Regions from separate parts of the Mus musculus genome. Here all the other regions are linked to region 4. The links are chromatin contacts, called in public HiChIP or PLAC-seq and promoter capture Hi-C maps. All regions are on one chromosome and are shown on one strand. The core of a region is the stretch at or near the end of the contact, and the rest is flanking DNA. Distances in the headings are between cores, read along the strand shown. Region 1 overlaps Ext1 (exostosin glycosyltransferase 1). Region 2 overlaps Ext1 (exostosin glycosyltransferase 1). Region 3 holds the start of Utp23 (UTP23 small subunit processome component). Region 4 holds the start of Med30 (mediator complex subunit 30). Region 5 overlaps Samd12 (sterile alpha motif domain containing 12). Region 6 overlaps Samd12 (sterile alpha motif domain containing 12). Region 7 has its middle 55 kb from the start of Ext1.

The links. Promoter capture Hi-C pulls out the DNA fragments that hold promoters and counts their contacts. HiChIP or PLAC-seq counts read pairs in DNA pulled down with a chosen protein or histone mark.
Region 1: an H3K27ac HiChIP or PLAC-seq map of extraembryonic endoderm stem cells shows a contact between it and region 4. The contact joins the enhancer-like site here to the promoter of Med30 in region 4. A contact is called at or near these places in 3 of 39 promoter capture datasets (the 3T3-L1 cell line, liver and pre-B cells), 3 of 115 datasets of contacts at active chromatin or transcription factors (extraembryonic endoderm stem cells, memory CD8 T cells and trophoblast stem cells) and 1 of 9 other capture datasets (liver).
Region 2: an H3K4me3 HiChIP or PLAC-seq map of forebrain shows a contact between it and region 4, with 4 times the contacts expected there. The contact joins the enhancer-like site here to the promoter of Med30 in region 4. A contact is called at or near these places in 3 of 39 promoter capture datasets (hippocampal neurons, liver and maxillary cranial neural crest), 1 of 15 datasets of contacts at CTCF or cohesin (the NIH/3T3 cell line), 5 of 115 datasets of contacts at active chromatin or transcription factors (bone marrow-derived macrophages, embryonic limb bud, forebrain and 2 more) and 1 of 9 other capture datasets (adipose tissue).
Region 3: a promoter capture Hi-C map of pre-B cells shows a contact between it and region 4, with 4 times the contacts expected there. The contact joins the promoter of Utp23 here to the promoter of Med30 in region 4. A contact is called at or near these places in 1 of 39 promoter capture datasets (pre-B cells), 2 of 484 Hi-C or Micro-C datasets (CD4 T cells and regulatory T cells), 1 of 115 datasets of contacts at active chromatin or transcription factors (astrocytes) and 1 of 9 other capture datasets (liver).
Region 5: a contact with region 4 is called in an H3K27ac HiChIP or PLAC-seq map of a colorectal cancer cell line, with 13 times the contacts expected there. The contact joins the enhancer-like site here to the promoter of Med30 in region 4. A contact is called at or near these places in 15 of 39 promoter capture datasets (the 3T3-L1 cell line, the C10 cell line, HPC-7-derived erythroid cells and 9 more), 3 of 15 datasets of contacts at CTCF or cohesin (the NIH/3T3 cell line, large pre-B cells and pro-B cells), 3 of 484 Hi-C or Micro-C datasets (bone marrow-derived macrophages, brown adipocytes and myocytes), 11 of 115 datasets of contacts at active chromatin or transcription factors (astrocytes, bone marrow-derived macrophages, cardiomyocytes and 8 more) and 3 of 9 other capture datasets (adipose tissue, liver and macrophages).
Region 6: an H3K27ac HiChIP or PLAC-seq map of epiblast stem cells shows a contact between it and region 4, with 4 times the contacts expected there. The contact joins the enhancer-like site here to the promoter of Med30 in region 4. A contact is called at or near these places in 5 of 39 promoter capture datasets (embryonic stem cells, hippocampal neurons, liver and 1 more) and 4 of 115 datasets of contacts at active chromatin or transcription factors (bone marrow-derived macrophages, embryonic stem cells, epiblast stem cells and 1 more).
Region 7: a promoter capture Hi-C map of liver shows a contact between it and region 4, with 5 times the contacts expected there. The contact joins the enhancer-like site here to the promoter of Med30 in region 4. A contact is called at or near these places in 9 of 39 promoter capture datasets (the C10 cell line, embryonic stem cells, hippocampal neurons and 3 more), 4 of 115 datasets of contacts at active chromatin or transcription factors (bone marrow-derived macrophages, embryonic basal ganglia, large pre-B cells and 1 more) and 1 of 9 other capture datasets (liver).

Annotation. Positions count from the first base shown.
Region 1 is chr15:53,265,441-53,268,857 of GRCm38.p6, forward strand. The region is part of intron 1 of Ext1 (exostosin glycosyltransferase 1); the gene reads right to left. Among named protein-coding and RNA genes, the nearest start is that of Ext1, 79 kb to the right of the region's middle. Within about 2 kb of position 2,096, at least 95 of the 459 cell types and tissues checked have an H3K27ac peak or open chromatin away from gene starts, as enhancers often do. A contact at or near this core is called in extraembryonic endoderm stem cells, memory CD8 T cells, pre-B cells and 1 more, where this site is marked.
Region 2 is chr15:53,309,152-53,312,748 of GRCm38.p6, forward strand. The region is part of intron 1 of Ext1 (exostosin glycosyltransferase 1); the gene reads right to left. Among named protein-coding and RNA genes, the nearest start is that of Ext1, 35 kb to the right of the region's middle. Within about 2 kb of position 2,005, at least 183 of the 459 cell types and tissues checked have an H3K27ac peak or open chromatin away from gene starts, as enhancers often do. A contact at or near this core is called in adipose tissue, embryonic limb bud, forebrain and 2 more, where this site is marked.
Region 3 is chr15:51,875,918-51,879,292 of GRCm38.p6, forward strand. Utp23 (UTP23 small subunit processome component) reads left to right here and starts at 1,524. Exons shown (of 3, transcript NM_030132.5): 1 at 1,524-1,793. The coding sequence starts at 1,606.
Region 4 is chr15:52,710,829-52,714,572 of GRCm38.p6, forward strand. It overlaps Med30 (mediator complex subunit 30), which reads left to right and starts at 1,617. Exons shown (of 4, transcript NM_027212.2): 1 at 1,617-1,858. The coding sequence starts at 1,682.
Region 5 is chr15:53,678,567-53,682,116 of GRCm38.p6, forward strand. All of the region lies in intron 3 of Samd12 (sterile alpha motif domain containing 12), which reads right to left. Among named protein-coding and RNA genes, the nearest start is that of Mir28c, 66 kb to the left of the region's middle. Within about 2 kb of position 1,710, at least 12 of the 459 cell types and tissues checked have an H3K27ac peak or open chromatin away from gene starts, as enhancers often do. A contact at or near this core is called in a colorectal cancer cell line, liver and second pharyngeal arch cranial neural crest, where this site is marked.
Region 6 is chr15:53,501,095-53,504,337 of GRCm38.p6, forward strand. The region is part of intron 4 of Samd12 (sterile alpha motif domain containing 12); the gene reads right to left. Among named protein-coding and RNA genes, the nearest start is that of Gm23200, 110 kb to the right of the region's middle. Within about 2 kb of position 1,452, at least 17 of the 459 cell types and tissues checked have an H3K27ac peak or open chromatin away from gene starts, as enhancers often do. A contact at or near this core is called in epiblast stem cells, where this site is marked.
Region 7 is chr15:53,399,147-53,402,568 of GRCm38.p6, forward strand. It overlaps a transcript of Samd12 not described here. Among named protein-coding and RNA genes, the nearest start is that of Ext1, 55 kb to the left of the region's middle. Within about 2 kb of position 1,330, at least 80 of the 459 cell types and tissues checked have an H3K27ac peak or open chromatin away from gene starts, as enhancers often do. A contact at or near this core is called in bone marrow-derived macrophages, where this site is marked.

The DNA.
Region 1 (3,417 bases), core at 846-3,345, 560 kb after region 4:
GACAAGTAGTCTACAGTGTGTTCTGTTGTCACTTACTGCCCCCTTCCTTGAACCCTTTTCATCCCCTTGCTGACTTCTGGACAGACACAGACGGCTGGCAGTCGGAAGAGATCATATACACTCGTGTAATTGCCCAGGAGAGAATGTATTATTTTGTTAATAAGATAAGAGGGAGCTCTTATGCTTCAGAGTTAAGACAAAACAGAGGAGGAAAGAGTGGGAAAATAAGCCAGAAGCTATTCTTAGTAACTGCCAAGACATCTCAGAGCTTTGCTGCTAGGCTTCTTAGTACGACTGTCCTCTCAAGAACTATTAGAAACAACAGAGGGGGGGAAATGCCAGGAGTGCCCAGATAGGACTGCACTCAGGAGGCGGGACAGATTGTTTAAGTGCATGCCTAACTAGCATGCATAAGACAAAGAAAGAGAAAGATGGGAATGGAATCAAAGAAAGGAGGGGATGGGAGAGGAGTTGAGAGCCTGAGAATAGACCATAACTCTTTCCAGGACACATGTCAGGTCAGACGTGTCAAAGAATGTTGAACAGTTGGTTCTTTCCTTCCACTGAAGGTTGTGGGTATGGAACCCAGCTTTTGCCTCCATGAGCCTTCAGCTCCATCTCTCCACCCCAGAGTTATTAACTTACCACAAAGACTCTGCTGATCAGTGCTATCAAGAACTAGTCCAGGACACTGCATCCAGGGCAAGGGGCTTGAGACACACTTGCCTGAGTAACAACAGCTCAGGAGACTAGAGGGTTGAGGCAGAAGGGAGAACAAACAGGGCTAGAGGAAGCTTGAAAGGAGGCCTGGCCATTGGAGGAGACATCAGGAGACCTCTTCCTCTAAGCACAGGAGGGAGATGCTAGAGACTGGGTGTTTAAAGAGCAGAGTAAAAGTGGAGGTTTATGAGTGTATACCATATCTTCTTGTCAGTGTGTTTGTGTGTTTCCACAGATGGATGTGAGCTGGTACTATATATGCATGGAGCTGCCTCCGTCCAAATACAAAAAAGGACTTCTAACAGGGTTTGCTTCTGAGAAAAGAAACTGAGATCTAGAAGCTGTGTAATTAAAGCAAGAGGAGAAACCTCCTGTTACTGTGCCTGGCACACAGAGAAGGGAGAGGAGGTGGCTACTCTCTGAAAGGCCTGAAGCAGGATGCGCTAGAGGCCAGCCAGGGATACACAGTGAGTCCCGCGCTGACCTAGACTATAGCATAGACTCTGTCTCAAAAACAGAAAAGGGAGCAGGGGGGAGGGGAGAAAGAGAGGAGAAAGAGGGGAGAAAGAGGGAAATGAAAGGTGGATGGATAGTGGCAATGTTTATAATCCCATGAGAGGTGGAGGCAGGGGGATCAGGAGTTCACACTCACCCTAACCTTCCTACACTGAGAGTTTAGAGGCCGGCCTGCACTGGGTAAGACTGACATATAGGAGGAGAGAGGGAGAGAGGAAAGATACTCAGCATTGAGAGGGAGCATTCCTTCCTGTGTGAAGGGACTAGAACTATTCCTGGCCCCTGGCTGATTTCTGTGGCTTCCCCAAGAGTAGAGTTTCAAAGTCCAGGGGCAGATTTCTACGTAGCAATGGCAGCCAGAGATCTACAGAACAGGCATTCCAGCCAAAGAATGTTGGCTTGTGGGGGAAAAACAGAAGCAGAACAAACCACACCAGGTTTAAGATAAGAAGGGAGCCTGATACCGTCTAGTGCCACCCCACCCACATCTGCCTTAAATGGCTGCTCAAAGGAGAGCTGAGCAACTTCCTCCCAGGTGCCACTCTCCTTTGCTTAGCTCTGGTTTTGTCGATTTGTTTTGCTTTGCTTTTGTTTCTCTTTCGAGTTGATAGTGTTGTTTTCTGACAAGGTATCATGTAGCCCAGGCTATCCTCAAACTGACCTCAGACTCCTGATCTCCCTCCCAAGGTCTGGGATTACTGGAGTGAATCACTGTACCAGGCCTCGGTAATGCTGCTTACAAAAGCTTTTATCCTGTGGTGGAGAAAAGGCTCAAACAAGCAAAATACAAGGCACAGGACTATAAAAGAGGAGTGAAGAGACCGTTTTGCCAGGTCAGCAAGTCACAGAGAGGTAAATGATGGGACTGTGAACCTCACACAAAGCAGTTTTGGGCACAGAGGTGAGGAAATGTGGTGAAGGAGTATTTTTTTTAAATAACTCTTTGATAATTTTTTTTTGCAAAAATACCACTTCAATCAAAGTTCTGACAATTATGAAACATGCCAGCTGATAGCAAGAATCCATCAAATGTGCCAGAAGTGACAAGAAACGAGAACCTAGATCCTCAAATTGGATGGCCTTCAAGAGTCCCTGACAATCACTGTCATAAATCATGGAGGCCCGACACTGTCAGGATGGGGGTGGGGTGAGGGGAGGCAGTCATTGTCACAAGTTACAGAAGCTAAGCCCAGCAATGCTGCAGTTACAATAAGCATTGCCAGCCACCACTGTTACTACAGGGTAAATGTAGATGGTACCAGTTGTGAGGCTAGGTAGAGAGGTACCAGGACCACTGTCAAGATCTTTGATCTTAGGAACCTCACAGTTACTGCTAAGATAATTCTCCTGACCTGCCCCCCAAATAATTCATATTTCCCTGTCCAGAGGCTCAATACTGGCAGTGAGCAAAACTGTAAGAGAAAGCAGCATATCCAAGTCACTGGCTTAATTAGCAGTCCAAGATAAAAACAAGCCTTTGAAATTATTTTTTATTTACACACAGTTACTAGTATGCTATTTATGTCTGACTGTAAAACAATATAACAACCTCTAAGCTTTCTTGCTTTCAACTTATCTCTGTTTTTCTTTGAAATCAAGCAAATAAAATAAACTCGCCTCGGTTGCAGGTGTTTAGCAGACCAATTAAACTTTTGACACATCCCCTTGAGACAGGAATCAATATATCATCATCATAACTTTAGTTGGACATGTGACCCATGCTAAGCCACAGGGGGAGAGGTGCATTGAAGATTAGTCGTTAGCGAACTGTCATCTGACTGGCAGCTCTGTCATGGGCATTGTTACAGTTAGAACATTTCATTTCGTTCTTCTGGTTCCTTCATCTTTCCAAAAAATAACAGGTTGGGCACTAGGGTTAGCATCTACAGACAATATAGTAAGTCACGGATTCTTGATATTGTATGGACACTGTCCAGCACGTACAACAACCCATTAGTACACTTCTGAATAGGATCTTTTCCAATGAACCCTACATGGTTCACTCTGGAACACAGACAACATGCTTCTTGGTGACCACATCACTTGAGGTAATAACCTATCACAGAGCCGCAAGGACCTGGGCTTCCAGAAAGGTACTTGGGCCCAAAGGGGGAGGCAAAGTGACTTCCTGGTGGTAAGGTTTGAGGAAAGAAGCTGTAAATAGTACTTAGAACTAATATT
Region 2 (3,597 bases), core at 755-3,254, 600 kb after region 4:
ATGGACTGTGACGTAAGTTTACATACACATCAGCTAGCTAATTGAATTTTAGGTCTCTTAGGGAGACTTAAATGAGGTAGGAGAGCATCAAAGATAAGGGAGCACTTACAAAGAGCTAGAGGGTTAACTCAGCCTGCTCCATCCACAGCATAGAACATCCACACCCATGTCAAGCCAGGTATGGCGCCCCGCACTTAGAACCTTGTACTGGAGAGGCAGAGACAGGAGATCCCTGGGGCTCACTAGGATCTAGTCATACTGCCTCAAAAAGCAAAAGGAACCTAGTGGCGGAGGCTCTCAGGAGGCAGAGACAGGCAGATTTCGGAGTGTGAGGCCAAACCAGTTGGTCTTCAGAGTTCCAAGAGAAGGGCTACACAGAAAAACTCCCGTCTTGAAAAACTAAAAAACAATGACCAAGGTAAATGGTTTCTTAGGAACAAAATCGGAAGCTAACTTACAACGTCCTTATGCACGTGTGCTCACACACACACACACACACACACACACACACACACACAGAGGAATTCAGGGAAACGTAACCAGAAATGCTTTCCTCAGTGTTCACCCTGAACGACGCCTCCCTGACAAGATCTCACCTGTGCTCCCATTCTGTGCTTTCAATGGCCCTTCCTGTACCTAAGGCTAGTGGCTTACCTCACCCAGTAGGGTTTTTCCACTGTACCCTTATATGAAGGTAAACACAAGCCCTACAAGAACCTATGGTCAGAATAACACAGGAGGTGCCTACAGAATTTGTTTCTCAACTTGCAAAATGTTTGTAACGTTTCTCTGTAAAAACACATACATACACATATACTTGGCCTTTCCAAAACAAACAAACAGGACTTCCACACATGTCTGCTTCTGCTACCCAATTTAAAACATTTCCGTTTCACCAAGAAGACAGTGAAGTGAAGCGCTAGCTTAGAAGCTACAATGACAAGACAGGAGACGGGTTAGGCCTAGTCCACCCTTCTGAGTCGGGAAGAGAGAGCAGGAGGGACGGCTGTCAGTGAAAACTGCACCAAGGAGAAAGAGGACTTGGTTCAACAAAACAAAGCATAGCATCGTGCCGGCTGTCCAAGCATGACCACCTCAATTTGTAGGCCCAGCACCTACTTATTAAAACCTCCTGTAATCCCAGAGCTAGAGAGGAGAAAAGAGCAGAATATCAACAACCAACTGGGCAGAATCCGTTGACTCCAGGTTCAACTGGAGTTGTTGACTCTCAAGCAGTACAGTCAACAGCAATTTCAGAGGCCCAGTTTTGACCAAGGGCTTCCACGTTAGCACATGCACTTGTGCACGGGAACATGTGCGGTCATAAGTAATGCACAAGCGAAATAAATAAAATTGGATCAGACTGAAGAATTTCAGAAAAAAATGGCTTAAAAACTGTATAATGTATGGCTAACGTTTATTAAGCAATTACTATATCCAAGAGCGGTATCAAACATGAGTCTTTCCATGTTTAATCTTTGAAAGACTTCTGAGGTGGGCAAGCCCAGGCATGTATGATTCTTTGGCAGCAGACAAGGTTCTAAGCTGGACCCTTTCTTCTCCGCTAACCCTTGAGCTCTCCTCCTTGAGCCCCCTCTCCCAGCCTCACCTTTTCCCACACAAGGGTAGACAAAGCACACAGGAATAAAAAGAAATTCAGAATGGGGGTTGGGCACTGAGAGAAGGTCTCAGCATGAGAGGGAGAAATTCCTTAAATAAAAGCTAGGATGAGGGACTCGGGGGAAGAAGGTTGGGGCGTAATCTACCAATAGCGAAAGTGCGTCTCTCTACGATAATCACAAAAGTTCAGGGGTTGCTCCAGACACGGTAAATCTTTGAGCGTCTTCAAAAGTCATTTTCTGTCGCAGACATTCGCCCTCTTCCCTGTTACAAAGAGAAAGGAGGCAGCGACCCATGAAGTGTCAGGAATGCATCCGAGGGAGCCCCAGCTAAGTCTCGGGGAGGCCTTTGTGCTGCTGTGAAGTTCAAAGGAATTGAGCGGCTGAGGAGTTGGAGGCAGAGCACAACTGGGAGGAGCACTCAGCGACCGAGAGAGGCTGAGCCCGGTGCCAGACCTCGCAGCGGACCTCAAAGCGTGCACTGCACCCACCCACCCACCGTCCAGCTGCTGGGGAGTCCTGGGAGAGCGGGAGGAGGGGGCATGAGCAGGGGTGGGGGTAGGGGGCAGGCGAGATTCCCTCCAGACTCCTTCGGAACTCAGTAAGCCCAGCGTTGTTCAGGGATCCCTCCAGAGGGTGAGGGGCCAAGATATTTACATTGCTCCAAAAGGAAGGGGGAGGGGGACCCACGGCTGCGAGGCTGGGAAAGAAAGCAAAAGAAAACAAACTGTCCTGGCCATTAAATATTCATGACAGCAGCCTTGCTAAGTTCTAATGGAAAGAAAGCACATAAATCCCTTTATAACTGTGTTAAATGGAAGGAAAAAAAAATGGCCGAGGGTCACAGCACAGGGCCAACTGGAAATGGATGAAACTGTAGCTCCAGAGGACCTCGAGCTCAAGAAGGCTGGCTGCCGGGGTTCTAATAAGTATTTAGTAGGTGTGGACGCTGGTGCCATTCATTCCTCCCTTCCACAATAAACCACAGCTCAAAGGGTGGGTTTTCAATTACCCTACACTCCTTGAGGGGCATTTCGTCTCTCGAAAGCACATTCCCTCAACTGGAGGGTCCTGGGTCTGTGTGGCGGAGGTTGCCGTTTTGAATCTTGCTGTACTTGGTTTAAGTCTTGAAACCATCCTGATGAAGAAAATGAAGATCCAATAATCTAATCAACGACAGATTTCCCAGTGATGCGCAAGGGAATCTTCAGCATGCAGGCTGGGGGGCTGCAGAGACCAGGCTAAGCCCAGTGAAGGAAGGATAAATAAAGGAAGCTAGCCCTAACTCATTCCAGGCCTCCTACCTTCAGAATGTGTGCAATATCCGCTACTCACACGCCAGCCTTCCGAAAGGCTGGTGGACCGTCCTAAAGAAGCAACAGGAAGGACAGGCCATGTAGCCCCGTACACTAAACCGTGTTACTAAGAACTCAGATTGCTCCTTACTTATAGGGAACAAGTAAGCTTTTGAAAGCCGAGTTGATACTTGCACAGCAGGCGGCAAATGTTCTACCTTTCTTGGTGGTTTTGGGTTTTATTAATGTAGTTTTACATCGTTTATGGGGAGGAGAGAACAAGAACACACGGTTATGCTTCAGACTGCGGCTTAGATTTATCCGTTCCCCGCTAGCATGGCTCAGGGCAGACACACATAACCCTGAAATAAACATGACACAATCCCAAAAGGTCCTTGAAGGAAAGTCAGAAGCCCTTAACACAGAGCTCCGCGACCTCAAAGGCCACAAAACCCAAACTGGGCTACTTTAGAAGTAAACACGGGGCCTGCAGGGTAGAGCGCTTGTTGTACAGGCATGAGGACCAACTCTCCAGCACCCGCGGAAAAGCAGGCGGTGGTGACGGGTCCGATGGGGGGGGGGGGGCGGCAGGATGGGGAGACTAGCAAGCGGAAGTACATAATTTCAGGACTCACAGAAAGCTGGTTCTTGCCTAAGTGGAGGGTTTCAGGTTCAGTAAAGAC
Region 3 (3,375 bases), core at 274-2,773, 840 kb before region 4:
TGTGTGTGTGTGTGTGTGTCTTTCAATTTTAACCCAGTATGTATTTTTCCTATGTTAGAAACTCCGGACAGAAAAACGTCTATGAAATTGAGATCAGGCCTCCAACTCAACAAACTTTCGGGAAATGAAACTCTTGGAAATTCTCCTAAAACACTGAGGCACTCAGGCTTGGCTTTGGGATGAGAAGATACAAATAATGGCTCTGTAACTGGCCCAGCAGAACTTGAAGATATTCTTTCGTGTCCCTCAAATTGAAACAACTGACCCTAAGAAATGGCAATTTCATGCTGGAAGAAGGAAAAGACGCAGAGCCTGACACCAAGAGGGAATTTAATTTGTCTTCTGGGAAAGAGATTTCCCAGTCTTAATGCCTTCTTAGAACACCTTCCAGGGTAGGACCAAAGTCTTAAAAAATGATGGACAGTGCCACATATTAACCAAGGTTGGTTAGAATTCAGCATTTCTCAACCTGTGGGTCCTGAGCCCTTGAGGTTCAAAAGACTCTTTCACAGGGTCTCCTAATACCATCAGAAAACGCAGATATTGGCATTATGAATCATAGCAGCAACAATGTTACAGTTATGAAGTAGCAATGAAATTGATTTTATGATTGACACACACCACACTTGAGGAAATATATTAAAGGGCTATATTAGGCAGGTTGAGAACCAATGAGTTAGATATTCATGTCCCTGGCTACCTATGTACACTTTAATTTCACTTCAGGACCTCAGAGATTGACTGTCATAATGACTGGCACCTCCGTTTGGCCACACTATGGAAATCCTTTTTTTAAATATTAATTTGGCTGTTTAGTTTATTTGTTTTCCAAGAGAAGATCTCAATGTGTAACTCTGGCTGCTTTGGAACTCACTATGAAGATCAGGCTGTCCTGGAACTCAGAAACCTTCTTGCCTCTGCCTCCTGGGATTAAAGATGTGTACGCCACCACAACCAGCAAATTTATGTCAATTGGGTTCTCCAGGATGAGTTAGAGACTGTGCTGTCAATTTGGGTAACACCTTTTTACCATAGAATCAGTTCATTCGTAAGGTGTTGTAAAATACCCGTGAACATCAAGGAGTCAGTGTGAGCTCCAGACGCTTAGGAACCACGTGCCCTTTGCTTCCTTGAAGACCAGCAAAACCTCCCAAGTTAAGGTCGTCCAACCTTGGCTCATTTTCTTCACTTGGAAACTAAAAACATTCTTGGGAATGATACATAGTGAATGGCAAGTTACAAAGTGCCTGGGTCAATGGTACCATAATTAGTTATTTTCATATTACTAGTCTTTTAGAGACTTCCTAAGTGTCAGGCAAAGAGCTACACAAAGCAAGGACTATTAGTCCAGCTCGCGAGTGTGCATGTGCCAACCTGCGCCAATTTGCGCACTCCGAGGCTCCTCTGCACAGAAAGCTCCGCCCCCTAAAGCTCGCGCTAGGAAGTGGGAGTGGTCGTTCCTTTGCGAACTACAGAATCCGAGAGGCGGGCTGTGGAAATAAGGGAGTGTACTTCCGGGTCGAAGGGGCTTCGTTCCGGGAAATACAAATTTCTAGGAGTGCGGAAGTGAGGCTGGTGCCGGTGAGTCCGGTGGCTTAAACAGGCATGAAGATCACCAGGCAGAAACACGCCAAGAAGCATCTCGGCTTTTTCCGCAACAATTTCGGAGTCCGCGAGCCCTACCAGATCCTTCTGGATGGCACTTTCTGCCAGGCGGCGCTGCGGGGTCGCATCCAGCTGCGGGACCAGCTGCCCCGCTACCTTATGGGAGAGACCCAGCTGTGCACCACGAGGTGGGTCTGCGGGGCGGGGTCGCGGGTGTGGCCCAGAGTTCTCCACGGTGCCAACCAAGTCGGTTACCTTGGGCCGCGACTGACCGAAAAGTCAGGCAGATGGTACTGTGCCTTGTGAATATTCAGTTATTTCTGAGAAAAATCAGAACAGGTAACATGTGGACCTGACTTGGACTTCTGGTTCCAATTAAAACCAGCTGTGTGGTCTCAGGCAAGAAATGGTGTAGCTGTAGAGAGCATAACTTCTTCAAAGTTGATATAAAGTCACGTGAGGTATCATTTACATTGGACATTTCTCAACATCCAAAAGCTAACACCCATTCTGTGGCGGTTGTTACTTATAACCCAAAGGTTTTCAAGCCTTCCAACTGCCAGTGAGGTTTTATCTTCAATTCCTAGGAAAAGAAGTCAAGGCTGGAGATATTAAAAACTTTACCCAAGGCCATTTTTAAAGTACCAACCAAATGGCAATCACTGCTCCAGACCCTGAGGACACCTTAGTGGGCAAGACGAAGGCCTAGCCTTAGCCTTCATGGGCTGTAAAGTCAACTCCTGATGGCTGTTTTTCACTCCACATCTGTGCCTCCTCACTTCATGTAAGAGAGCACACCTAGGGTAGCACACCCGGGAGCAGGAGTGTGTGAGAGGGGTGGGCGTGGGGGGTGCGGGTGGGGGTTATTTTAAAAGGTCTCATAGAATCGATGTTCGACCCCCTCTGAGGCTTGTTTAGAACTGAGGAGGAAATGTCTGTTTTCAATGATAGAAATAGTAATGTTATTGTTTTAGAGAACTTTTGAACAAATAGAATTGGTTGATGCCTGAACCATATTTAATTTTGGGACTTGAAGATATATATTATATCTAATATTATGGGACATGAAAATAGGGAAAAGGTAAACTGAAGCTAGACCATGAATAAGAATTTTAGTAGTTTTTGTGGAATATTTATTTAAGTAAATAAATTGAGTTCAACTACAGCTTACAAATAGCCAGTTAAGGTGTTCTTTATACATTTGTCCGAGTCAAGCCGTGACGTGTGCTGTTCATGTTCTACTTTGCAGTAAACAGCCTTCCACATTTAGAATTTCTTAAGTAATGCTCTTTCCGAGTTGCAGATAACCTCAAAGTTTTAATCTCAGGCTGGAAAGATGGCTCAGTTGTTAAGCATGCTTCCTGCCCTTCCAGAGGACCTGAGATGGTTCCTAGCATCACTGTCAGGGGTCTCACAACTGCTTGTAACTCCAGCTCCAGGGGCTCCAACACCCTCTTCTGGCCTCTACAGCTAACCACCCACATATACATAAAAAAAATTTTTTTTTTTTTTGGAGTCTAGGTGATGGTTTCAAAACAGGGTTTCCCTGTGTATCCCTGGCTGCCCTGGAACTCACTTTGTATATCAGGATGGCCTTGAACTCAGAGATTCTCCTGCCTCTGCCTTCTGAAATCTGGGATTAAAGGTGTGTGGCACCACCATCACCCAGCCCAACACACACAAACTTTTAAATATGATCCCTTTAGCCTTAGGAGCTGCCTGTACAGCTTTTAACAGCCTCTGTCCCTGGATTAGCTGCTTCTGAATGTA
Region 4 (3,744 bases), core at 367-2,866:
CCATTCTCATAAATGTTGGTCAAAGACTAATTCCTCTTTTTGTAGCAATGTATGGTGACCTCAAATATGGTAGAAATCCATTTTGAGCTAATAAGGAACTGTAAGACCCAGAATGCATGTAGCCCTTAGAAACTGGAAAAGACAAGATATTGGAAAGTCCCTGGTAGTTTAGAAAAGAACACAGCCATGCCACCACCTTGAAGTTGGTTTGGGTGTCTGAGCTCTAAAAATGTTAGTTTGGGGTAATGCTTTATCAAGGCATTAGGAAAACAACAGAATGAACTGCTTCTTTGAAATTTGATTTTTCTTCCCTCTCTTTGGATATGGCAGAAGCTCCACCATTTATTCAGGTCACAAGTAGGTGCTCTCTTTATTCCTTCTTCTCCAGATGCACCCATCTATAACAACATCAGGTTCTGTAGATTTTCGCTAACAAGTCGCCCACTGAGTCCTTCACTAATTCAGATCATCTGCATCAATAACTTCAAGAGGAGGGAAGCAGCACTCACCATTCACCAGCCTCTCTCCACTGAACAGCCAGTTAAATCTGTCCTGAAGATTTCACGTTTAGATCTGTCTCCTTGAAACACTTCTATGATGTGCTTTGTCGCTCAGTCAGAGTGTCCTTACATGGTTTTAGATCCTCCATTGTTTACCTGTCTTCTATCATATTTCCCAATACTCACCATAATAAAAGCATTCCCTCAAGTGTTGGTGATGGCTTCTGGGTCTCCAAAGCTACAATTTGGGTGTAATTAGTGCTCCATTTTCATCTATTTTTAAGACCCAGATTTACTCCCTTCATCTTGTACAAGGTCCACTAAAGAGCACCCTGACGTCAGGACCTTGGGCTCTCATCCTAACACAGTCATCACAGTAATTAATGTTTATTCTCTATGAGGGCAGCTTCTACTGAACTTTTTACTATGCTATTTCTATCCTGGGCACAGCATAGTTAGGAATAGTTAGCACAGTCAAGTTAGGAGTAACTGTAATATATTGCTATATTTACATTACCATTAATGTCTTACTGTGTCTAATTTACATATTAATATTTTGTAGACATGTATGGGAAATGCAGAGAAGTATCTGGGGCTGCAATTTCAGATGTACATTGGGGAGGGATTATTACTGGAGTTTCACAATCAGAAAGTAGTGCATGTCTACAGGTGTATTACTTAGAGGAACTTGGAAAATACTCAAACAGGGAACAAAAGCAATCCTGGTGGTGGGTTTCTTGTTACCCAGAAGCGTACAAGAACAGAAATCATGTTTTCTGACTTTGAACAGAAGATTGCCAGTGCAACAACTAGTTCAAGCCCTCTGAACCTGCATCCTATCTGTAATTAGACATGTCTCATAGGTTTGTTATGAGAAAGAATGCTCTGCAAGAACCCAACAGAAGCAGAGAACCAGCCAGACACACAACTTAGGGCACAGACAGAACTCTGGGAAAGCCCACCCCATCTATCACTGGTACCGCCCCCTGGGCAGAACTCTACTTCTGATTGGGTAATTTCCTGTCTGTCTTACCGTTCCCAACTGCGGAGCCCAATCGCGTCAGGCTCCGCGAGGCGCCAGTCTTCCGGTACAGCGCTTGCATCGCGGCGGGCGGAAGTGGCGCCGCTTTTTTGAAATCGGCCGAGTGGGCTCGCGCCGGACCCGAGCCGCCGGGGGTGCCATGTCCACCCCTCCGCTGGCGCCCACGGGCATGGCGTCCGGGCCCTTCGGCGGCCCGCAGGCTCAGCAGGCCGCGCGCGAGGTCAACACGGCCACGCTGTGCCGCATCGGGCAGGAGACCGTGCAGGACATCGTGTACCGCACCATGGAGATCTTCCAGCTGCTCAGGAACATGCAGGTGGGCGCCTGGGGTGACAGAGCTGGTGAAAGCGGGCCTCCGCGGGCGACCTCAGGGTGGCCGGGTCGCCTCTACACCCCAGGTCCTCAGCGTGTATCCCCTTGCCCTGAGAGGCCGCAGGTGTGGAGGTCCCACCTCCTCCTTACCCCATACCTGGAAGACCTCAGGCTGGCCATCCTGCTTTACACCCTTGGTTCCCAGTATGTGTCTGTCTCACGCCCTGGAAAACCCTCAGGCATGGACACACCCCCTTATACCCAAAGTCCCCACCGTGCATCTATCTCTTGCTCAGGGTTACGACGGGTGGACACCCCGTTATGCCAATGTCCCCAGCATGAGTCTGCCATCTGACATGAGCGATTCCAGACATGGTCACCCCTATTTTCCCCAGAACTGTTACCCAGCATGCGTCTCTCCCCCACCCCAGGCGACTCCTATACTAGCTATGCTCATTACCGCTAGAAGTGTCACAAGCATATCTGTCCCCCAACCCCATCGTGCTTTTCAAAGTTCAAATGGATCACGCTGTACTTGCTTTTTAAAATTACTTTAAAAATTTTAGAGCAAAATTTCTCCTGAAGGAGATGCCCCGAAGCTGAAGAATTCAGACAATAGTGTAACCCCTTTCTAGACTTAACTAGACTACAGTAAGCTGTGCAAATGTAAAGTTATGGCATATGTTTAGGAATATACTTGTGACCTTATCATAGTTGCAAGAGTGAAAACAAGTGTTATCCAAGAAGTTTCCTTGCATCCCGTGGCATGTTTGCCTCCATCCCCAGGGAGCCAGTGTTAGTGTTTTTCCAGTTGTATGTGATAAGAATCACATAGCATGTGAGCTCTATTGGTCCAGGTTCTTTCAGCATATACTTATGTTATTTTTTTCTCTTGCTAATTTGTTGAGTGACTACGTGGCAGCCTTTGCATTCGTTCATCTGTATGAACGAATTTGTAAATAATGACAAAAATTTTTTAATGGATTTTTTTGTATGGGAATGTGTTTCAGTTGATTTCAGAGTGGAATAGCTGAATTATGTATGTATGTGTGTGTGTGTGTGTGTGTGTAATTTTTTTAATGTGTCTGATCTATTTGAATCTCCATCTCTGAGGGTCCTTGTTTACCTCTGCTTTATCGTCATTTGTTACTGTTGTCTCTCTTTACTTTCCCAGGTACTTAAGTCGGCCACTCATTTCTTTTCTTCTTGAGGAGCAGAGGGTTTATCATTTTGAGGGCATCCTACTTGTTGATTTGTTCATCCATAGTTCTTGCTTTTGGTATCAAACTTAAAATTTAAAAAGCAATGGATGTTTCCTGTGGAAGTTTTGCTCTTTGAATCTCTCCTTGTGTTTATCTCCTGGCTAGATTCTGAAGGGATGATATGGGCAATCCGTTTGGGTCTAAGTTCATCTTTTGGCTCCAGATTGTGACAGTACCATTTGTTAGTCGTTCTTAGAGCTTGCTTATCCTCACATTACAAGATGCAGAAAGCATCTTTGTTCTACTCCTGAGGAGCCTGTGGGTCAGCGAAGTAAACTGACTGCCCCAAAGCTACTCAGCATAGTATAATTGATGCCATATCTGGAGCCTGTTAACATCTTTTACTTCTATGGGTGCCTGTCTTAGTCAGGGTTTCTATTCCTGCACAAACATCATGACCAAGAAGCAAGTTGGGGAGGAAAGGGTTTATTCAGCTTACACTTCCATGCTGCTGTTCATCACCAAAGGAAGTCAGGACTGGAACTCAAGCAGGTCAGGAAGCAGGAGCTGATGTAGAGGCCACGGAGGGATGTTACTTACTGGCTTGCCTCACCTGGCTTGCTCAGCCTGCTCTCTTATAGAACCAAGACTACCAGCCCAGAGATGGTCCCACCCACAAGGGGCCTTT
Region 5 (3,550 bases), core at 460-2,959, 970 kb after region 4:
TTTTCGTACTCTAGAGCGTAACAAAGGCAGTCAACTTGTTGATTCCTCATTTAGTAAATACAGGGTTTTATATAATAACTTTCTTTCCATCAGGAGATACTTGGATATAAATAAAAGTCATATGCCTCACAGTAGCATGGGGATTTAGCACTGCACCTTGCAGAAATCTGTGTCTTCTCCACAATTGAAATGAGCTTGCGTTTACAATGGAAATGTCACTCTTTGTATGCAGAGCAGTGGAGCATAGCAGAACACATGCCTTCAGCAAAAAAAATATCTGTAAATCAACACACACTGCACTGTGGTGTGGCTGTAAGAACATGTACCCTCACAAGTCAGGAGACAGCCCTGTCAAAGGAAGGGCTTGTTCCAATGAATACTGATCAGCTGCTAAAAACAGAACAGAGATTGAGAAAACATCTTATAACTGATAAATGTATTGCTCCCATAACATCAACAGCTTGAATTCAATGAAAACTGTATTGGTTAAATTAAGTCCTCTACATAAAGATGTCAAATGTTACAACTTCACTATTACAGTGAAGAATAGCTTTGGAATGTGCCTAAACTGAAGAACAGGAGACACCATCTTTGGAATGACTTTACAGAATTGTTATGTCTGAAATCATAAATCTCTAATGGAACATCAGATCTTGTTTGTTTGGGGTTGGATTTTACAGTGGCAGGCCATCCTGATTCAAGGCATCTTGAACCATTTCTGTAATTTGCCTCTAACAGAAGCAATATAACTGAAAGGAATGCTCCTAGTCCCCTCCCCTATTTATAAAAAGAAATGGGGTGCTGCTGAAAGTTAGAATTTATCACACTTCATTCAGGTTATTATTGATAGCAAGGTAATGGTCTTCCTGGTTTCTTTTGCTTTGGATCCCATGTCTCATTTCTGGATTGTAATATTACATTTCTGAGGTTTACCTAAAATATGACAACATTTAAAATTTATAAGGACATGCAAATTAGATCTATAAGAACTCGACTTTTAAATGAGTTATGCCATGCTATCAGTTGTGAGCACATACCTTCCAAGAATATGGAGACTGATAACATGTCCACCAGATGTGTTTCACCTTGAGGTTCGTTCCATTTATAGAATATGTCCTTGCCACTTAGAAATGTACCTCCATGATCTTTCAGTCCAAGTTTTAAGTAAGTTTTTCCTTGAGCTAGTTTTACATTTCCTTGATTTCTTCTTTATAAATTATGTTTTTGATATATAAAACTACACTTTTTTGTCTTTTCATGTGAAACAACATATGTTTTCAAGATGAAGTTCTAAACAGTCTATTCTATTTAATTATGAAAACCTAGGCAACATATGGGAGTCACAGGGGAGGAAGGGCGACAGAAAGAAATAATTCAGTCTTACAAAACCAGTGAAATTAGACATAGAAAAGGCTTATTAGGTCATCTATCAAAGAAAGCTCAGATTGAATATGCCAGAGAGGTCGGGTCACCCGAGGTACCTCTAATCTTCTCATAGAGGAAGTAAAAGCGAACAGTTAAGGAGCAGAACCCTTAATCAAAGGCAAGTCCTCATAGATCAAAATATCAGAGAGAAATATGTAAGACACCAAGGCAAGGCAAATAGAGAAACCGCACTGACACATCAAGGAGACAGAAGCATAGATGAATGTTTCCTAGCTCAATAGGCCAGTCATGTATAATAACCACACTGGCAAAATGCCCAGGGATCAAGGGCACTCTGACAGTCAAACAAGCCAGAGGGTCAAAGGCCATGGAGTGTCACGATGTGTGTAAAACCTGGCCCTTTTATCTATGGAATGTCACAGATCCCTTAGCAATCTCTGGTCCTGATTTTCATCCAGTAAAAAGCAACATGTAGAAGCAGATGTTGAGTGTATACTGGGAAGGACATAGGAGGTAAGAGTCTCTGTGCTGATAAAGGACAGAGCAGTGTGGCTGGTGTTTGCCAAGGTAATCAGAGCAGAACTACCCAGCAACACTGTCTTCACATGGTACCCAATGACCTGTAATGACAAAATCCTTGGATAAAGCAAAGTCTTGTTGATCTCTTATTGCTTTTCTTCACTAAAGATATTGATAATAATATCAATATCTTACTAGCATCTTAAACAGAGACAACTGCAGGGTTACACGATTAGATGGGGAACAATGTTCTAGTGAATAGTATCTAAAACCGTACCACAATCCCTGTCAAGCATCCACCTCCAGGTCCTGCTCTGTGAACTGGGGACTGAGCTTTGCTCATGATTGATCACATCTGTCCACAGTAACACTGAAGCCAGCAGCTGCCTGTGTCAGGATCCCAGCAGCTAACCAAGAGTCTGCCCCAAGAATTCAAGAGTACTTGCCAATTTTAGCCAGGTCACTGTTGCAACTGAACTAATAAAAGACAAAAGGAAGGGCAGAGGGGAAGCCATCCTAATATATTGAGCAAACCAGGGTACAACTCTCAATGGAAATAGGGAACAGTGTCTTCAATCCTTCTAAAATCCTGTGAATAAGTTTTGCATGTATAAAATAATTAATAGAATTTTTTTTAAAGCTGAAGAATAGGAGTTTAGCAGTAAAATGCTTCAGAATTAATGGGCGAACATTGAAGACTACATACATTAAGTTGTCTTCTCCCAAGTTTTTATATGTTAAAAAAATAACAAAAAGAAAGAATACTAGTAGTTTTTATTTAATAATGTTATAAAAAAGTGAGGAATAAATAAGAAGTTTTATATCTGTATACACTTAGAACCTGCCATTCAGGAAGGCCCTAGGAAGAGTGGCTACCATCAAACTAAAAACAAATGAAAATTACCAAGGAAGAAATTTCTTAAAATGAATTGTGAATATTAAGACAAAATGAAGTGATAGGGTAAATTGTAATGATTGGGACTCTCAGGCCTACCTTGACTTAATATGATGAAGGACATCAGAAAAGTGAGAGGAATTAGGGAATCCTGGGGTGGTAGAAACAACCTATATTCTCAGAGAAGAACCATAAACTTGCTCTTCAGCCATGTGTTTCTTAATGACAGCACTGTTTCCTTGTTATTCTAACATAGGCAATACACTTAAGTTTTATGAAATTAAGTCTCAAGATGATGCTGTTTGAGTTTTAATATTATCATGCTCATTATTCTGTGACTTTCTTAGATCAATGTTCTGCTGGTTTTTTTTTTTTCCTAATTTGCAAGGTCCTTAGCCTCAGAAATAAAACTTACATATTTCTTTTGTCCCATATGCCCATTTCCATCGAGTATGGCAATTATTTACACATTAGGCCAGTCGGTATGGTAGAAAGTTCAGATTTTATGAGGCAATTCCAATTTCAGAGCATCTCAACTGTTAGCCTGAAGTTACAGGTACCAGAGATTTAACCCACTTTTCTCAGTTACTATTTGAAATTTTGATATTTAAAACTGTCAACAGTGCTGAGCACATGAATTCCTATGTCTGAAGGCACTACCGATTTCACTTGCAAGTTGACTTTCTAGAGTGGAATTCTGAGTTCTGGGAGAATGAGGCTAAGGTAGGTTGTCTACAAATATACTTAAAA
Region 6 (3,243 bases), core at 202-2,701, 790 kb after region 4:
GTCAAGGGGACATAAGTATTTAAGGAGAGGATGCCAAAGTGTCACCCAGGTTGTGAGGTAGCTGCGAAGAGACTGGAATTGCACATGAGAGCCATTAGGTGTGGCTTTTCTTTCCCATTGGTGAGATGCTCTGGTTTTACTTAGGGATGGCGTTAAACGAAACACGCAGCGAGGAAAATATTACATTCAATCTATATTTTGGCAAGAAGTTTGTATCTGGAAGCGCACCTGGACCCTTTTCCACACCTTTTGCCTGGATAGCCCTTCCCTGACATTTTTTTTTTCTCTCCAAAAGAAGGTATAGCCTCCTTCCTGACTTTATGTTTGTCAAAATATATATTGTCATCAGAAAGTTCACACACCAAACATGCAAGTGCGTCTGAGTACACATGTGTGTATGTGGTTGACATCTGGTGCCTTCCGCTAACATTTGGCACCCTAGTTATTTAGGCAGAGTCTTTCACTGAATCGGGAACTTGCAGATTGAGTAAGAATGGCTGGCTTGGAAGTTCTGCAGATTTGCCTATTTTGACCCACCCCAGTGCTGGGGTTCTAGGTGTTTACGGGGCTGGCTGGCTTTTCACGTGGATCTGAGGCTCTGGATTCAGGTATTATGCCTGTATAAAAGACAGTTTACCCACTGAGCACCTCCCCATGCCTCCATGAGGTTTGTGCTCATAACTTTTTCCCCAGTTAAAATGTCTCTGTGAAAGCAAGTAGGTCTTATTTGCTGCTCTCTCTGTTGCACAAAAAAGTCTAATATAGCACTTAAGAAATATTTATTGAATGAAACAATAGATACAATGATATACAATATATTGTATATGGCGAATGCTTCTGTTTCCGTTTTAGGGGTTCAAAGGACAATGAAATAAACACAAAATCTAGTTATCATTGAAACATTAAAGATTTATAATTTTTTGTGGACAGCCATTTTTAGAATTTAAATTTTTTTTTTTTTTTTTTTTTTTTTTAGAAAGAATTGATTTTAATTCACGTTTTCTTACATAAGTATTTTCTGAAAGTTCACTGTTTGGCTGCTAAATTCCAAGTAGGTTTACAGTTTTGAATTTCATCCCATTTTCTGATAATCAGAGTTATTATCTAAGCAAGCTGTCATTTCTACCATCCCTTACAGGGAAATCTATTCAATTGTCTCAGATGTATAAGCCTCAAATTTAGGGTCAATAAGATGCCGTTCTGATTCCATTAAGAAATAGCATGTATATTATAAACTTTTAAAATAGACTTGATTGCTATAAATCTATTTTTTAAACATGTATCATCTTGTCAGTAGGATTGAAACACTTTGATAAAGAAGTGTAGCGTCTCATCGGGTAACTAAATGTGAGTCCTGGTACAGAAGGAAAGGTATCTAAGAGCTGTGTTCTCAGCTGTTAGGGTGTTTGAAAAGGGGCGGCGGAGGGGTGGGGAGCACAGGAACAAAGACATTCCTGACTGGTGATTAGTGTCAGGAGAGCTACCTGGGAAACAGGCAAATAAACATTAGGCTGCACAGCCCAACTGGGATTATCTTTACTCCACACAAGGTATTAAGTGTTGTTCTCAACTCCCTGTTCCCTCCCTCTCTCCCTCTCTCCCTCTCTCCCTCTCTCCCTCCTTCCCTCCTGTGTTCTGAAACAAACAAACAACAAACGGACTCCCAAAACAAACTGTATTGGGAAGACATTGCAAAGAAGTAGCAAATGTATAATTACAGGCAGGCATTCTTAGCCAAGACTGTGTACGTCATAATACAAGCTATCTCTTTAGGCCCCCACGAACGGGACAGCAACTGTACAAACCTCTCAGGGTTGGTGTGAAATTAAAAAAAGCCCATGGCATAACGTCAAACACTTTGTAATTCCTTAGGGCAAGTTGGTAGTTATGAATAGGCTGCATCCAACAACGCCTTCATTGCCTTAACTGATTCTGCCACAAATTACATACTGCAACAATATTTGTTTTATTAAATATCAGAGAAGAAAGCCCCACTGAGTAACAACATCCCATTTATAAGCAAATCCTGGTGAAGGCTGGGGAAGCCAGCAGCCATGGAGCCTTCATATCATTAAAGCAATTATTCCCTGCATTTTAAAGCTCCACGGTACCCAGTTCAATTTACTAAATAATAAGAATTAAAGACAACCCCAATAGTAGCACTTGCCTTATCCGTGGAAGAATGGCACTCAACACTGAAATTCTCTAGTTAAATTACCAAGTATAAGTCCTGTTTAGGAAGGGCAATTCAGAAACAGTTGATTACTGGATCTAAGATTATAGGTGTTCTGGTGAACTGTTGAAACTGATGAAATAAATATGAAATAGTGGATTATTACAAACACGATTATGAGAAAAACCTTGCCTGGGCTGATAAGTATTCTGCACCACGATAAAGAAGGATTGTTGAAAGCAATTTTGACTTGTGCCAATGCAAAGCAGTATACAAGACAGCCATCTTTAGTAAGACGTTTGATAGAAAAGAAGAGTCTCATCACAGAATTAGACTTGGCTCTTAAGATGGAAAGGGATACTTTGGGAGACTGCAACCTTCCTCCAGGCTTCATTTGGGTGGCAAATAAAAAAAAAAAACAAACCAGAAATCTGTAGACCCACTAAGAAAGTCAGGCAAGAAGATGCTGGAGCACAGTCAGGAATTTGCATTGTCCTTTTGTTCAGCTGCTGAGGAACCAAGCATGCAAAAGAAAGGAGCACTGAGTTTGATGCTGCCACCTTTGAGCTATGGATTTCCTGTCAGTTGCTTAACTTCCCTAAGCCTACTGCTGTGAAGTGCCTCTTAAAGCCTCCGGTATCAGCTGGTGGTACTATTTAAAATTAATTAACATGATTGGATTATTGGGATTAATCCACCAAAGGACTCACAGCTAGTTGGGCTATTAGGTGGTGGGACCTGGCTGAAGGATCTCTGGAAATGGTACCTATGAAGTGTTTTCTTGTCTCTAGATATTCTGCTCTGTCTTTGTTTTTTCTCTGCTTGTCTTTCTTCCTCCCTCACTCCGTCCTCTTTTCCAACATACTACTTCTCTCCAAGCAGCCATGTCCTTTTATCAGGATGCTTCTGACTTGCCACAGGCATAAAAGCAATGATAGTAGTTTGCCACATACTAGAGCTTCTAACAGCTGAGCCCAAATAAAATTTCCCTCCTTTAGCTTTTCCCTTAACTCAGATTCCTTCCACATCTCTCTCTCTCTGTCTCTCTGTCTCTGTCTCTCTCTCTCTCT
Region 7 (3,422 bases), core at 80-2,579, 690 kb after region 4:
ACGTTGATTAGTTTGCTTTTATGCAGGCAACCACATTCCTGTGATTTCATGAGTGCAAATGCCATTTCAGATCTGTCAGGCAGCGTTTCTCCTCATCACCCTTCTGCTTGGCCACTCTTTCGGCTTCCTCTGTGTTTCCGGAGCTTTGGGTGGTGGACGAGGGCTGCAAGAGGGAACTAATATGAAAGTTCCATTTAGTTCAGATGATATGACTGCCATGTTATTGCTAACACTTTGACCAGTTATGGGTCTGTTTATTAACTATTGAACACTGTAAAAAGACACTTCTCTGACCTTCACTGAGAGTACCACTATTCTATGAGTATAAACATAGTTAAAAGGCAATTGGACAGTATGACCATTTGGCAAAAACAAACAAACAAATAACCCCCCAAACAATAATATGCTCCCCACATAGTGTTCATGACCTTCTGAGTAATTATGCTTACAAAACTAGATGAGAATTCCCTATTTTGATGAGGCTTCAAATGCAATCAAAACTGTTGGCTAACTCCACAACTGCTGTGCCATTACTGTATCAGAGCACACATATGTCGTCCTTGGTTAATATTCTAGCATTTAGGTTCCCTTGCTGGGAAGATTACCAATGCCTTTTCTCCGACAACTACCTGCACAGCTCCTCCTATTAGAATGGATGATGGCTAACAAGAAGGAAGTTTCTGAGTCATTCTGAGATTGATTTTTTTTAAATCTCCTGTAACCACCGTGAGTGGTGTTTTCAACATTGGAGTCTTACCACTTACTTATGGTAGGCAACCAAGAACAATATCCACTAATTGTCTTTAAACTAATATAGTGGCACATTTATTATTTGGCTTATAAGAATAAAAATTTGGCTCTCAAATCATGACATAAAGAATAGGCAAATAACTGAAAACTATTAGCGGAAAGTGGATAGAAACCAGGCATGCTTAGCCGTCAGCAATTACTCTATGCTTGGGGCTAGAAAGGGGGCACAAATCAAGCAGGAAGTGAAGAGGCATTGCTGGCTCACCACCGAAGTCATCTAGAGAAACTGCTTAAATCCCAAAGGCTGTCTCTTCAGCACGTACCTCAAAGCAATCCTTCCTTTCTTATGATTTTTTCTTTCCTCTTCCTCTTTTAGTCGATAATATTCTGACACTAGTTTTGTTTAAACACATTTAGCTTGCATGTTTTCCAGCCGTTTAACAAATAAAACTGCCCCAAATCAACGCCAAGCAAAAGCCATTTCTATTTTTAGTTTCTTTGCTGCTGTAGGCTGACTTCACATGGGAAGCAGTTATGACTTTCCTAACAGGCTCAAGACCCACCCCCAGCCAAAGCTTCAGCAGAGCTTCATTTCTCATGTTGACTGTTGTGGCTTTTTTTTTTTTTTTTTTTTTCTACAAGCGTTCTTGTACACTTCTTGCAGAATTTCATTTCCCCTTTTTTGTCTCAAAGTTTTCATTATAAAAGTCTCCTGTGATGTAATTTAGTGCGGTATGAGTCTTGTTTTCTCTTAACAATCCTTTTGGTGTTGTTACTGTCTTCACTGACGATACAAGGTAACTGCTCCCTCCCCTCCCCTGGTTTCTAGGTGATACTGCTATTGCTTTTCCTCCTCCTCCTCCTCCTCCTCCTCCTCCTCCTCCTCCTCCTCCTCCTCCTCCTCCTCCTCCTCCTCCTCCTCTCTCTCTGTGGCATAACCAGAATCGAGATCAGACAGCTCTGGGTAACACATACAAGGTTACACGCACTAGGACACCAGCCCTCCCTTTGGAGTTTACAAACATATGGATATTTGACTAAGTATTTGTCCCTCACCTACATGATTCTCTGGTCCTTTAGAAATTATTTCTGGTCTATTTGTGCACCATTTTGATTAATTTCTATAGTGATATCTTTATGTTTCCTAATTTTTCTTCTCAATTATTTAACCTGCTTATATTCCTATCAAGGAATATATTTTCATTTCCAATACTTTAATTTCCCCTTATATTATTTCTATTTCTCTATCTTACATATATATGTATGTATGTATATATATATATATATATAATAGTAAAATGTCATCTACCTATCTATCAGTTTATTATCACCCACACATCATCTTCCACATAGCTAATATTCTTGCTTAATTTCTCCTTAAAAATATGACATTTGGGCTGGTGAGATGGCTCAGTGGGTAAGAGCACCCGATTGCTCTTCCGAAGGTCCAGAGTGCAAATCCCAGCAACCACATGGTGGCTCACAACCATCTGTAACGAGATCTGACGCCCTCTTCTGGTGTGTCTGAAGACAGCTACAGTGTACTTACATGTAATAAATAAATCTTTAAAAAAATATGACATTTACTTACATGACTAGTTTAAAGCCCTGGGTTCAATCCATGACTTTTCCACTCATGCCATAAGACCATTGTCACACTAAACAAGGGACTTACAATCAAATTCTGTTTCTTGCACTGTTTCTCCTCACATATACCCTGTGTTTTCTCTATGACTGAGGCATTTAGCCACAAAATATGGGAGTTGCATTGTATTGGGATTCTCATTTGTGTTCTGTAGAGTCTTGAAAGTACATGAAAGTATCTCAGTCAATTAGGAAAACCACTTATTTCCCATATGAGCCTTTGTTTTAGGAGAAATTTCAGTGGCTCTATATACATTTAAAAATAAGTACAAATAAACATCCTTGGATAGAATATGAATTGCTATATAAAAAAATGAGTGGACTCTAGGACTAGAACATCGGGTTTGGAATATTTGTCCAATTATTGATTGATAGTATGAGATCAGGCAATCTTCTTCACAGACATGTAATGTCATGTACGTTATAAAATGAGAGTGAGTAGTAGCATGATTATGGGTGTATGGTTGAGTGTAAGGCCCATTCTATAAGAGGAAACTCATTCCTGGCACAGTAAAGCTGTTTAAGCACCCTGGCTGGGGAAGTCACAGGTTCTAGGGAAAAGCCTAGTGCCATTGTTTTCCTAAATGCAGAAGCATCAAACTACCTTCTAAATTTTTATCTTTTTGTGCAGAGATTAGTGCAGCTCTAAGTCCTCATCAGAGAAGTGTTTTCTTCAGAGGCTGCTCTTCAATACAGAGACTCACAACTGGCCAAAGTTGAAAGAACACGTGACATGTTTAACCTTAAATAGGCTCTCTGTATCATCCAGCTCCCACTGTACAAGCAACAAGGATGATGGCACAAAAAGACTATAAAAGGCACAGGTTGGGAGGACTGAAGTTAAAGAGTCTTTCTGACATGGCACAGCCACTGCATTCATAAATTCACTTCAGCTATGGTACTTGCCAACGTTTTTATCATTGGATGGGAAGAGCTTATGAGTTTCCTGAATGACTAACGCTAGCTAACGGTGCCTGGGAGGATGTATCTCTATAAGATTAGTCTGTAGGCAAGTCTGAAAGGCATTT